2 separate regions of the Salmo salar genome follow, and region 2 is linked to region 1. Evidence: chromatin contacts called from public Hi-C data. All regions are on one chromosome and are shown on one strand. The core of a region is the stretch at or near the end of the contact, and the rest is flanking DNA. Distances in the headings are between cores, read along the strand shown. Region 1 holds the start of ca4a (carbonic anhydrase IV a). Region 2 holds the start of vkorl (Vitamin K epoxide reductase complex subunit 1-like protein 1).

Region 1 (6,229 bases), core at 1,213-3,712:
ATACTAATTTGAACATCTCTGTTTTACATTTACTATGTTACGTCTAGTCTATGAGACTAGGCTGAATTACAAGGGGATATGAAAGAACCATAATAATCAAAGGTTTACAGATGATATAGCAAATGGGGCTTTGGTGATATTCAAGTGGTTGGCATGAGGTCAGTGTGTCTTTTGGGATGCAAAGGGAACAATTCCTCTATCATTTTTATTGGTCAGTTAAGAATCAATTGTTATTTACAATGACGGTATACAGCGGCCAAACCCGGACGACGCTGGGCCAATTGTGCGCCGCCCTATGGGACTCCCAATCACGGTCGGTTGTGATACAGCCTGGATTCGAACCAGGGTGTCTGTAATGACGCCTCTAGCACTGAGATGCAGTGCCTTAGCAGCTGCGCCGCTCGTGAGCCCCAAAGAGCAGAAGTGACATCAGACAGTGCACAAACCAACCAGTTCAACCATCTGCATTTGCCCACTTGAGAAAATATTTTTGATATAATGTGATGTAGCTATTTGATAGGCTATGACTTGGGGAGCAATTGGTGAATTGGCATACGGGGATTTTTTGTTGTTGTGTGGATTCAAATAGTGAAAGCTCAAGGTCAAAGGCATCTTCTTATCAGATGCAAAAGCAACGTAGCATGATATTTACTTTTGTGGCTGCTATCTTCATCCAAATAGTATGGTATCCAATTTCGTTCTCAGTGGGGACAGCACGATGTACTCGACATCCGCAGAGCAGGCAGCCTCATGCAGCCTATAGTTCCTGAGCGCGTTACCCATTTCACAACTGGGGAAAGCCAACAGATCATGTATTTTTTGTCAATGAAACCGTTAGACCTACCTGTATAAGATGTGAGTTCTCGTGTGTTTTTCCCATGAAAACGTTTGTAGAGATTTAGCGTTTATCCGCAGCTTGTTTTTTGGAGCTCATGCTGCGTCTCGTTGCGGCAAGCACGCAAGTCTCTCTCATTGGCTCGTGCTGAATTCCGTATAGGGTGCAGGTGCACGTGGAAGAATGAATGGGGATCGCTTGATATAACGGAGCTGTTTTCAAAATCCGATTCTGCTTCTCTGTTCGTTTTCTTTTAATAGTTGACCAGCATAATCTAGCGGTCATCATGTTAACACCTCAAAGCTGACACCTTTGGCATATTGATTTGTTGACAGACAGAGACACTTTAGTTTCACTGTATGTCTTTGAACTTTACTGTGCCACAGTGCTTTCCTGGTGAGGGGATGGAGAACGGTGGATCTCTCTGCCAGCAACGCGTGTGAAATCTCGATGATGGACATGATGGCAGGTGTTGAATCGCATTTACGCGCGCGTTTGGCGGTGATGATATGCGGTGCGCGGGACGGAAGCATCTCTTTCATGTTTCAGGCTAGTTGTGATCATAAGGTAGTATCCTACATACGTTTTTTTTAAAATATATATATCAAGTTAGCCTGAGAAGTGTTTTCAATTTCATAGATGCTGAAATATAACATTGGATGATATCTGAGAGGCGGCTCGCCGACATTGGATTTTATAAAGCCAAACAGGACCTTTCCAAATGAAAGGTAATTTCAACTTCAAAGAACTTATACCAAAAATATAACAGCTAAAACTGACTTCAACCAGTTGTTTTTAACGTGTTATTGGTCTACTTGGTATATTTTAATAAACCTATGCTTGAAAGCTTATCAAATATGAAATAAATATATTTGTTGCCGTTTAATAAAAATAAAAAAATACATGTAAACCCTCAATTACAACATCAACAATGTAAATGGAAATCAGTAGTCTGTCTTTCAAAACGGAACAATGATCAGGTACATCATGAATAAATAGGCTAATCAGAGGATGATCAGAGGATGTAATGTGATCTCACTATTTTACCTCAAAGCTTTGAATGGTAGGAAATTAGTACGTTGTCGCCTGTTTACTTACATTGGATAAGTTTGACTACAAAATAATTTTTACATATATATTTATTGACCTAGTATATATATATATATACATATATATATATATTTTTACTATACAATAAGTAAATTCCTACTTATCAATATATTTTTAGTTTCCCCGTTTATTTATGAAAATTAGATTCACAAATCTAATTTATTGAACGATTGTATAGTTTATACAGATATTACAGCTTTCATTCCAAGTTCAGAATACAATTAATTAAAAATCGACTCACCTGCACCGGCGCAGATTTTTAAAAAGGATGCCAGAAAAACGGCCAGGATGGGATGCTGCATTTTGGAGAGCGTCTCTGCCAGGTTCGAGCGGCGCAGGGCAACAACACAATGAGTATTTTTTTTCAATGTGATCGCATTCTTCTTCCAAGAGGGTCTTATACTTATCTATCATCCTACTCAACAGGAAACAGCCCACCCCTGGCCCCTCCCCCTCGGATATTACTTCTATTGAACATCCTCAACCGATATCTTCTCTAATCGAACAACTGTACACGAGAGGGCGTGTTAAACGTCTGCCACTAAACGAACACCATGCAGGTAGAGATTACCTCTGAGAGACTACCTCTGATTTACTTAAGCAGCATATCACAAACAATACAACTTTATTGTCCCCCCCTCCCCAGCACACATAACAGTTGAGTCAAGCACAGGTTCAAGCTGCAGTACACCTCTCTTGAATGGAGAGCATGCTGTGGGGTCAAGGGCCTTGCTCAAGGACCAATGGTAGGGGAATGTCTTGAGGATGTGAACCCAGCAGCCCTCCAGTTATCAGCACCTTTTCCAGCGCCCGGCCCCAGGTATCGAACCGGACACCTTTCAGCTACAGATCCAACTCTTTAACCGCTGGGCTACCTACCACCCCAAATATATATCCTGTATATTTGTTCTGACCCCGACTTTAAATATCACTGTCCTACTGGATACGGTGGATACCTCAGAAAGATGACAGAGAGTTGATAAACATCCAGCAGGCCAGGGTCTGTGTGTGTGTCCATGGTGGAGAGGTATTTCCCCTCTGAAATGAGCATGGTACTGGGTTACAGGTTGCTATAACCTGCCTGTAACCCAGTAACATGCTCTTTCCAGAGGGGGAATACCTCTCCACCATGGACACACACAAGCACAATATGCCCGACCCAAGCTGTGCTGCTCCGATAGCTGCTACTGTGCTGAAAAGGAACCGATGGTGGATTGGTAAGCAGGTCAGCCCAGTACAGCTCGGTTAGGTTGGGCTCAGTACTGTGACATTCTTGTAACATTTGAAGCACTTAATAAGGTTCCTTCTGTTTATCGTTTTCATTTTCAACCCCTCTTCAAATATGCTTAATAGTACTGCCCCCCTCTGTACCACTAGGGTTTCCATTCTACTGCCCCCCTCTGTACCACTAGGGTTTCCATTCTACTGTCCCCCTCTGTACCACTAGGGTTTCCATTCTACTGTCCCCCTCTGTACCACTAGGGTTTCCATTCTACTGTCCCCCTCTGTACCACTAGGGTTTCCATTCTACTGCCCCCCTCTGTACCACTAGGGTTTCCATTCTACTGTCCCCCTCTGTACCACTAGGGTTTCCATTCTACTGTCCCCCTCTGTACCACTAGGGTTTCCATTCTACTGTCCCCCTCTGTCCAACTAGGGTTTCCATTCTACTGTCCCCCTCTGTACCACTAGGGTTTCCATTCTACTGTCCCCCTCTGTACCACTAGGGTTTCCATTCTACTGTCCCCCTCTGTACCACTAGGGTTTCCATTCTACTGTCCCCCTCCGTACCACTAGGGTTTCCATTCTACTGTCCCCCTCTGTACCACTAGGGTTTCCATTCTACTGTCCCCCTCTGTACCACTAGGGTTTCCATTCTACTGTCCCCCTCTGTACCACTAGGGTTTCCATTCTACTGTCCCCCTCTGTACCACTAGGGTTTCCATTCTACTGTCCCCCTCTGTACCACTAGGGTTTCCATTCTACTGTCCCCCTCTGTACCACTAGGGTTTCCATTCTACTGTCCCTCTCTGTACCACTAGGGTTTCCATTCTACTGTCCCCCCTCTGTACCACTAGGGTTTCCATTCTACTGTCCCTCTCTGTACCACTAGGGTTTCCATTCTACTGTCCCCCTCTGTACCACTAGGGTTTCCATTCTACTGTCCCCCTCTGTACCACTAGGGTTTCCATTCTACTGTCCCCCTCTGTACCACTAGGGTTTCCATTCTACTGTCCCCCTCTGTACCACTAGGGTTTCCATTCTACTGTCCCTCTCTGTACCACTAGGGTTTCCATTCTACTGTCCCCCCCGTACCACTAGGGTTTCCATTCTACTGTCCCCCCCGTACCACTAGGGTTTCCATTCTACTGTCCCCCTCTGTACCACTAGGGTTTCCATTCTACTGTCCCCCTCTGTACCACTAGGGTTTCCATTCTACTGTCCCCCCCGTACCACTAGGGTTTCCATTCTACTGTCCCCCTCTGTACCACTAGGGTTTCCATTCTACTGTCCCCCTCTGTACCACTAGGGTTTCCATTCTACTGTCCCCCTCCGTACCACTAGGGTTTCCATTCTACTGTCCCCCTCCGTACCACTAGGGTTTCCATTCTACTGTCCCCCTCCGTACCACTAGGGTTTCCATTCTACTGTCCCCCTCTGTACCACTAGGGTTTCCATTCTACTGTCCCCCTCTGTACCACTAGGGTTTCCATTCTACTCTCCCCCTCTGTACCACTAGGGTTTCCATTCTACTGTCCCTCTCTGTACCACTAGGGTTTCCATTCTACTGTCCCCCTCTGTACCACTAGGGTTTCCATTCTACTGTCCCCCTCTGTACCACTAGGGTTTCCATTCTACTGTCCCCCTCCGTACCACTAGGGTTTCCATTCTACTGTCCCCCTCCGTACCACTAGGGTTTCCATTCTACTGTCCCCCTCTGTACCACTAGGGTTTCTATTCTACTGTCCCTCTCCGTACCACTAGGGTTTCCATTCTACTGTCCCCCTCTGTACCACTAGGGTTTCTATTCTACTGTCCCTCTCCGTACCACTAGGGTTTCCATTCTACTGTCCCCCTCTGTACCACTAGGGTTTCCATTCTACTGTCCCTCTCTGTACCACTAGGGTTTCCATTCTACTGTCCCCCCCGTACCACTAGGGTTTCCATTCTACTGTCCCCCTCTGTACCACTAGGGTTTCCATTCTACTGTCCCACTCTGTACCACATTGGGATTTCCATTCTACTGTCCCCCTCTGTACCACTAGGGTTTCCATTCTACTGTCCCCCTCTGTACCACTAGGGTTTCCATTCTACTGTCCCTCTCTGTACCACTAGGGTTTCCATTCTACTGTCCCCCCCGTACCACTAGGGTTTCCATTCTACTGTCCCCCTCTGTACCACTAGGGTTTCCATTCTACTGTCCCCCTCTGTACCACTAGGGTTTCCATTCTACTGTCCCCCCGTACCACTAGGGTTTCCATTCTACTGTCCCCCTCTGTACCACTAGGGTTTCCATTCTACTGTCCCACTCTGTACCACTAGGGTTTCCATTCTACTGTCCCTCTCTGTACCACTAGGGTTTCCATTCTACTGTCCCCCTCTGTACCACTAGGGTTTCCATTCTACTGTCCCACTCTGTACCACTAGGGTTTCCATTCTACTGTCCCACTCTGTACCACTAGGGTTTCCATTCTACTGTCCCCCTCTGTACCACTAGGGTTTCCATTCTACTGTCCCTCTCCGTACCACTAGGGTTTCCATTCTACTGTCCCTCTCCATACCACTAGGGTTTCCATTCTACTGTCCCCCTCTGTACCACTAGGGTTTCCATTCTACTGTCCCCCTCTGTACCACTAGGGTTTCCATTCTACTGTCCCTCTCTGTACCACTAGGGTTTCCATTCTACTGTCCCCCTCTGTACCACTAGGGTTTCCATTCTACTGTCCCCCTCTGTACCACTAGGGTTTCCATTCTACTGTCCCCCTCTGTACCACTAGGGTTTCTATTCTACTGTCCCTCTCCGTACCACTAGGGTTTCCATTCTACTGTCCCTCTCCGTACCACTAGGGTTTCCATTCTACTGTCCCCCTCCGTACCACTAGGGTTTCTATTCTACTGTCCCTCTCCGTACCACTAGGGTTTCTATTCTACTGTCCCTCTCCGTACCACTAGGGTTTCTATTCTACTGTCCCTCTCCGTACCACTAGGGTTTCTATTCTACTGTCCCTCTCCGTACCACTAGGGTTTCCATTCTACTGTCCCTCTCCGTACCACTAGGGTTTC
Region 2 (6,294 bases), core at 3,210-5,709, 170 kb before region 1:
TTGCCAAGATAATGCATCCACCTGACAGGTGTGGCATATCAAGAGGCTGATTAAACAGCATGATAATTACACAGGTGCACCTTGTGCTGGAGACAATAAAGGCCACTCTAAAATGTGCAACACAATGCCACAGATGTCTCAAGTTTTGATGGAGCGTGGAATTGGCATGCTGACTGCAGGAATGTCCACCAGAGCTGTTGCCAGAGAATTTAATGTTAATTTCTCTACAGTAAGAAGAAAATTTGGCTGTACATCCAACCGGCCTCACAACCGCAGACCACCGTGTATCCACACCAGCCCAGGACCTCCACATAGGGCCTAATTTATTTATTTCAATTGACTGATTTCCTTATATGAATTGTAACTCTGTAAAATCGTTGAAATTGTTTCCTTTATATTTTTATTCAGTATAGTTCAACTAGTAATTTAATTACATTTTGCAGTAGCTTTGTGGTATACCTAGTTGAACTAAATTCAAATTGTGGCAGCATTTTCAGTAGTTAATTACTTCTACTAGAACCACACACTACTTTTTTTGCTAAAAGAACAGAAAATATGGGTAAAATAGGCAAGACGTATTTCATAGAGGTATTTAGATCAGATAAATGAGGGTCAACTTCAAGCCTCTTTTAAATCGTCATCTCTTTATTCACAACACAGTACTTTTTACACTTTAAACCAAACGGTATGATAACAGCATAATAGTCCTAGAGAGGTCTTCAACCATTTAAAACCATGTATTCTTGCACACTGCTGTAACTGGAGACCACTTACAGGGGTGCAACATGTGGAAAAGGAGTGCACTCGAAACTAACTGCCAAGGTATGTTTCCTGGCAGGCCAGTCACAGTCAACTCTGTTCACTGGGTCAGAAGGGTCAGGAAAGGCAAAAATACATATTTGGACCATGTTCCAGTTCAATCTTCAACTAGGTTTGAGATCTGTATAGAAGGGAGATAAAATACATAAATCAACTATAATATACATTATAAGGTCAACATGAACAACAGTTAGATTTGCTATTGGGTAGAAATGCTGTTGATCCATAATGTGAAAAACTCCACCCAATGCAATGCACACGGTTCTTTGTTCCGTCTTAAAATGGCAGTTGGACAAGAACAACAACAGCGCAGAGGCAAAAAAAAAAAAAAAGACACGAACAGACATGTTTATGCGCAACATTGTTTGCACTAAAATTGCTTAATTTTCATCCCATTTTCTAGATCTTTCGTAGTTCTACAACATTACCTGACACAGAGTCCATCAAGATGATGAACTTTTGGTTCTCCTGCGTTTGAGTTCACTGTTTTGATATTTTTCAGCAATTTTTCTCTCGTGTCCAGCAGGGATATGGCGATTGGTGTTCAGTCCGATTTCTCTCTTGGTTCTACCTTTTCCACCAGCGTGACATGAATATTCGGCTAAATTGTAGTAATCGTATTGATCGTAGTGTGCTTCTTCGAAAAAAGCAAATATTTCAATGTCTGTTGCCATAATTTTTTAGGAGAGGCAAATATTGCTAGTACAGTTCTCTAAATGAAGTCTATCAACGGTGCAAAAGCTGAAGTAAACAGATGATGTCACTCACTGTTTTTATTCTTAACGTCACATGATCAAGAGACGACTCTGATTGGCCCATGTCAAGATCCCTTCTGATTGGCCCATGTCAAGATCCCTTCTGATTGGCCCATGTCAAGATCCCTTCGTTTTACAAGGCGGTGTTCTCCTTGTTTTTTTTCCCCCCCTATGCATGCCAGCAAAGCCACTACACTACCAGGGTTGAGGAGCTTACTTTCTAAATGTAATCCGTTACAGTTACTAGTTACTTGTCCACATTGTAATCAGTAATGTAACTTTTAGATTACCCAAACTCAGTAACGTAATCTGTTTACATTCAGTTACTTTTAGATTACTTTCCCCTTTTAGATTACTTTAACCCAGAGTTACCTTATGAGGCATTAGAAGAAGACAAAAGTGTATGTTTCCAATAGAACGACATCTATTTGCAGGATAAATCAATGTTAAAGTTTACATAGCTGGCCATATATGGATGTTACATTTTACTTTATGGGTTGGTTATGTAGGCTTCTTCTAACCCACCGCTTTCTACTACATATAATATTACGATTAAATTATTTCCTTACATTAAAAAACAAAGTCTATCAGTATTCCAGTCATTCCAATCTTCAAGAATATTGTTTTACCTGAGCATAACCCTAAAACGAAGGACTTATTAGCCAGCCCTACTCTGTTGTTTATGATTGTGTTGTCATGGAGAACTGATTGTCTGAGACTGCGTGAATCAGGCAAATTCATGGTCGAATTGCTGCAAAGAAACCACTACTAAAGGACACCAATAAGAAAAAGAGACTTGCTTCGGCCAAGAAACAGGAGCAATGGACATTAGACTTGTGGAAATCTGTCCTTTGGTCTGATGAGTCCAAATTTGAGATTTTTGGTTCCAACTGACGTGTCTTTGTGAAACGCAGTGTAGGTGAACGGATAATCTCCGCATGTGTGGTTCCCACCATGGAGCATGGAGGAGGTGTTATGGTGTGGGGGTGCTTTGCTGGTGACACTGTCTGTGATTTATTTAGAATTCAAGGAACACTTAACCAGCATGGCTACCACAGCATTCTGCAGCGATACGTCATCCCATCTGGTTTGGGCTTAGTAAGACTATCATTTGTTTTTCAACAGGACACTGACTCAAAACACACCTCCAGGCTGTGTAAGGGCTATTTGACCAAGAAGGAGAGTGATGGAGTGCTGCATCAGATGACCTGACCTCTACAATCACCTGACCTCATCCCAATTGAGATGGTTTGGGATGAGTTGGACCACAGAGTGAAGGAAAAGCAGCCAACAAGTACTCAGCATATGTGGGAACTCCTTCAAGACTGTTGGAAAAGCATTCCAGGTGAAGCTGGTTGAGAGAATGCCAAGAGTGTGTGCAAGGAGTTTTGAATATTTGTTTTGTACCAATAAAAATGTTGGTTACACCTACTCATTCAAGGGGTTTTCTTTACTTTTTGTATTTTCTACATTGTAGGATAATAGTGAAGACATAAAAACTATGACAGACCACATTTGAAATCATATAGTAACCAAAAAAGTGTTATACAAATCAAAATATATTTTAGATTTTAGATTCTTCAAATTAGCCACCCTTTGCCTTGATGACAACTTTGCACACTCTTGGCATTCTCTCGACCAGCTTCATGAGGTAATCACCTGGAATGCATTTCAATTAACAGGTGAGCCTTGTTACAAGTTAATTTGTGGAATTTATTTCCTTCTTAATGCGTTTGAGCCAATCAGTTGTGTTGTGACAAGGTAGGGGTGGTATACAGAAGATAGCCCTATTTGGTAAAAGACCAAGTCCATATTATGACAAGAACAGCTCAAATAAGCAAAGAGAAATGGCAGACCATCACTACTTTAAGACATGAAGGTCAGTCAAGTTGGAAAATGTCAAGAACTTTTAAAGTTCCCTCAAGTGCAGTTGCAAAAACCATCAAGTGCTATGATGAAACTGGCTCTCATGAGGTCCGCCACAGGAAAGGAAGACCCTGAGTTACCTCTGCTGCCCTGAATGACGGGTCACCACTGCAATCCCTATACCCAGATACATGCAGTTGAATTGTAAATCTATCATGACGACACAGTATTAAATATGTCTGTTGGCTGTAGACTGCAAACTGGGCAATGCGAGTACAATCTAGACATGTCCAGTAAACATATGTCCACTTTCACATTCCATGTGTATTGTATTTGCAAGCCTTTTTGGGATGGCAGGTAGCCTAGTGGTAAGAGCATTGGACCAGTTGACCCAAAGGTTGCTAGATCAAATCACTGAGCTGACAAAGTTAATGAAAAAATCTGTCATTCTGAACAAGGCAGTTAATCCACTGTTCCTAGGCTGTCATTGTAAATAAGAATTTGTTTTGGAACTGACTTGCCTAGTTAAATCAAATTCTACTTCACTGTTGGAGCTAGTAACAAGCTTTTCGCTGCACCTGCCATAACGCCGGCAAATCTGTGGACGTGAGCAATAAACTTTGATTTGATTTGTAGAGAGACAAACTCCTATGTTTAACTCAGTATATGTTTCATTAGAAATGATCTCAAACTCTAATATCTAACAGATTGTATATAGACTTATTTTTCTACTGTATTATTGACTGTATGTTTTGTTTTACTCCATGTGTAACTCTGTGTTGTTGTATGTTGTCGAACTGCTTTGCTTTATCTTGGCCAGGTCGCAATTGTAAATGAGAACTTGTTCTCAACTTGCCTACCTGGTTAAATAAAGGTTAAATAAATAAATAAATAAATAAATAAATAAAAACAGTACACGGCTGAGACACTAGGAGGCAGTATGACCCCACTGGCAAAAAAAAAACATTTTAAAGATGCTACTCTTGCGCAGAGGCATGAGGGGATTGCCATACATGTTCATTGAATGTATTTATTTATTTATTTTTGTAATAGATTAGATTGGTCTCAGAGTGCAAGGACAAAGGCAGCTTCAACTCTTAGATAGAGCTATAGTTTAAAAAAATCATAGACCAGGACAAAGTCTAGCTGACCAGCAATGTGATAAATACAGTCAGACTGTTACAGGTATGGTATGGAAACATTTTGCTGCAAATGTTTATATCTACACAAACAGATTTTCTGTATTGGCATTTGACAGGCCATTGTACTGTAGACGAGGGGTGGCGAGACGGTGACACGCCCCTGCCCTGTTGGTGTGGCACGTTCTGACGCTTTTCCACGTCGCAGTTCTCGTTGTCCCCAATGGTAAGCGGTTGCGTGTACGACTCGAGTAAGGCCGGAGAAAGATGGCGGCGCCCGTCCTGAGAGTGTCCACCCCTCGATGGGAAAGAATAGCCAGGCTCCTTGTTTGCGTCTTGGGTATATTGTTGTCCATATACGCTTTTCACGTGGAAACGGAAAAGTCTAGAGACTCGAATTATCGGGCCATGTGCGACGTGAGCAATTCTATCAGCTGTTCAAAAGTCTTCACCTCCAGGTAATTTGAATTCACCAGCGGCTCTCTGAATGAGACTGGGTGGCATTGTGGGAACGGCTGCGCGGGCTGAACTGTCAAATATATATATATATATATTTTTTCTTCTTTCGTATGCACCTCTTCTTTAGTACACTTTACAATTTCTGTAAAAAAAAAAAAAAATGCAATGGTTTTCGCCCCCAAAAAACGTCCAAAAGTTATAATCAGAAGCTTGCATACTGTTGATAACAAACTTAGGCTGGCATGTTTTACTGTAGAAGCTAGTGTAACGTTAGTTGTTTAGCCAAATTGCTAACGCTACGCTACTTATTCACCAGCCAGCAACTAACGCTAGCTAGCTACTAACTGTCTGTTTGTTTGCTAGATGCCAGGAAGTGGTGTTTTTTTTTCTTCATTTGCATGGATGCACATGTTACACATTTTTATAATTCAAACTTCTAAACACATATTGCTTTCATTAGATTGCTAAATTAGCCAACTAGCTAGCGAATACGGCGCCACCGCCGGCAGCAAACTAACATTGGCTAGTTACTAAGCTAGCCGAGCTAGCGAGACGAGATCGGCGTAACCATTCAGCCAGTTTTGTGTAGTTTGTCTAAACGTGTGAATCAGCTGTCTAATCTAACGTGTAACACATGAAATAAGTTGGAGAGAGAACCTCAAGCACGTTTTCCAATATCTAAAACTGATTTTAACTAGAAACTGTAGGCTACATTTGTATAGGACCATTAACTATATATCAAATATACTTTCCCGATTTCTGCCCTCATTGAGAATAGTTGAATTGTCAGCTGTAATATGTCAATGACAATATGAACAACCTGTTCCTTAGATTGGGAAATGCAAATGTTACATTGACGACAACTGAAGTCACATGACCTGTTTGGATTTCATCTGTCAGTTCAACTTGCCATGTGATGTTGGGGTAGCTCCCATGATTATATGACATGACGCTCCTGTTTGGTGTTTAATGTGGACAGGCAAAGTCAGGTCTCTGATGGTGCTGGAGTCATGAGAACAACACGTGATGAGACCTTAAGTTTCTCAACCACACTCTGCCTGCCGAAGGCCATCATGATGCTTTGAATAACACCCAACCTAAACCTGTTAACTTATAGTGGCATAATAAACAGTATTTTGTCTCGAGGGAGAGCTTTTTTTAATTTTCTATAGCAGAGAGAGAGAGAGAAAAGAGACTGGATGCTTTTGGTCTGTGTGGCATGTCTGTGAACTAAACAAATGAACCCTATAGGAAAG

Evidence for each region. A called contact is a pair of places that touch in the nucleus more often than the background predicts.
Region 2: a contact with region 1 is called in a Hi-C map of muscle, with 3 times the contacts expected there. The contact joins the promoter of vkorl here to the promoter of ca4a in region 1. A contact is called at or near these places in 2 of 3 Hi-C or Micro-C datasets (gill and muscle).

The regions. Positions count from the first base shown.
Region 1 is chrssa04:82,827,931-82,834,159 of Ssal_v3.1, reverse strand. It overlaps ca4a (carbonic anhydrase IV a), which reads right to left and starts at 2,462. Exons shown (of 8, transcript XM_014198217.2): 1 at 2,187-2,462. The coding sequence starts at 2,247.
Region 2 is chrssa04:82,995,882-83,002,175 of Ssal_v3.1, reverse strand. vkorl (Vitamin K epoxide reductase complex subunit 1-like protein 1) reads left to right here and starts at 4,459. Exons shown (of 1, transcript NM_001146431.1): 1 at 4,459-5,602. The coding sequence starts at 4,847. The coding sequence ends at 5,041. LOC106603974 (a long non-coding RNA gene) reads right to left here and starts at 1,603. Exons shown (of 2, transcript XR_001328552.2): 1 at 1,248-1,603; 2 at 625-940.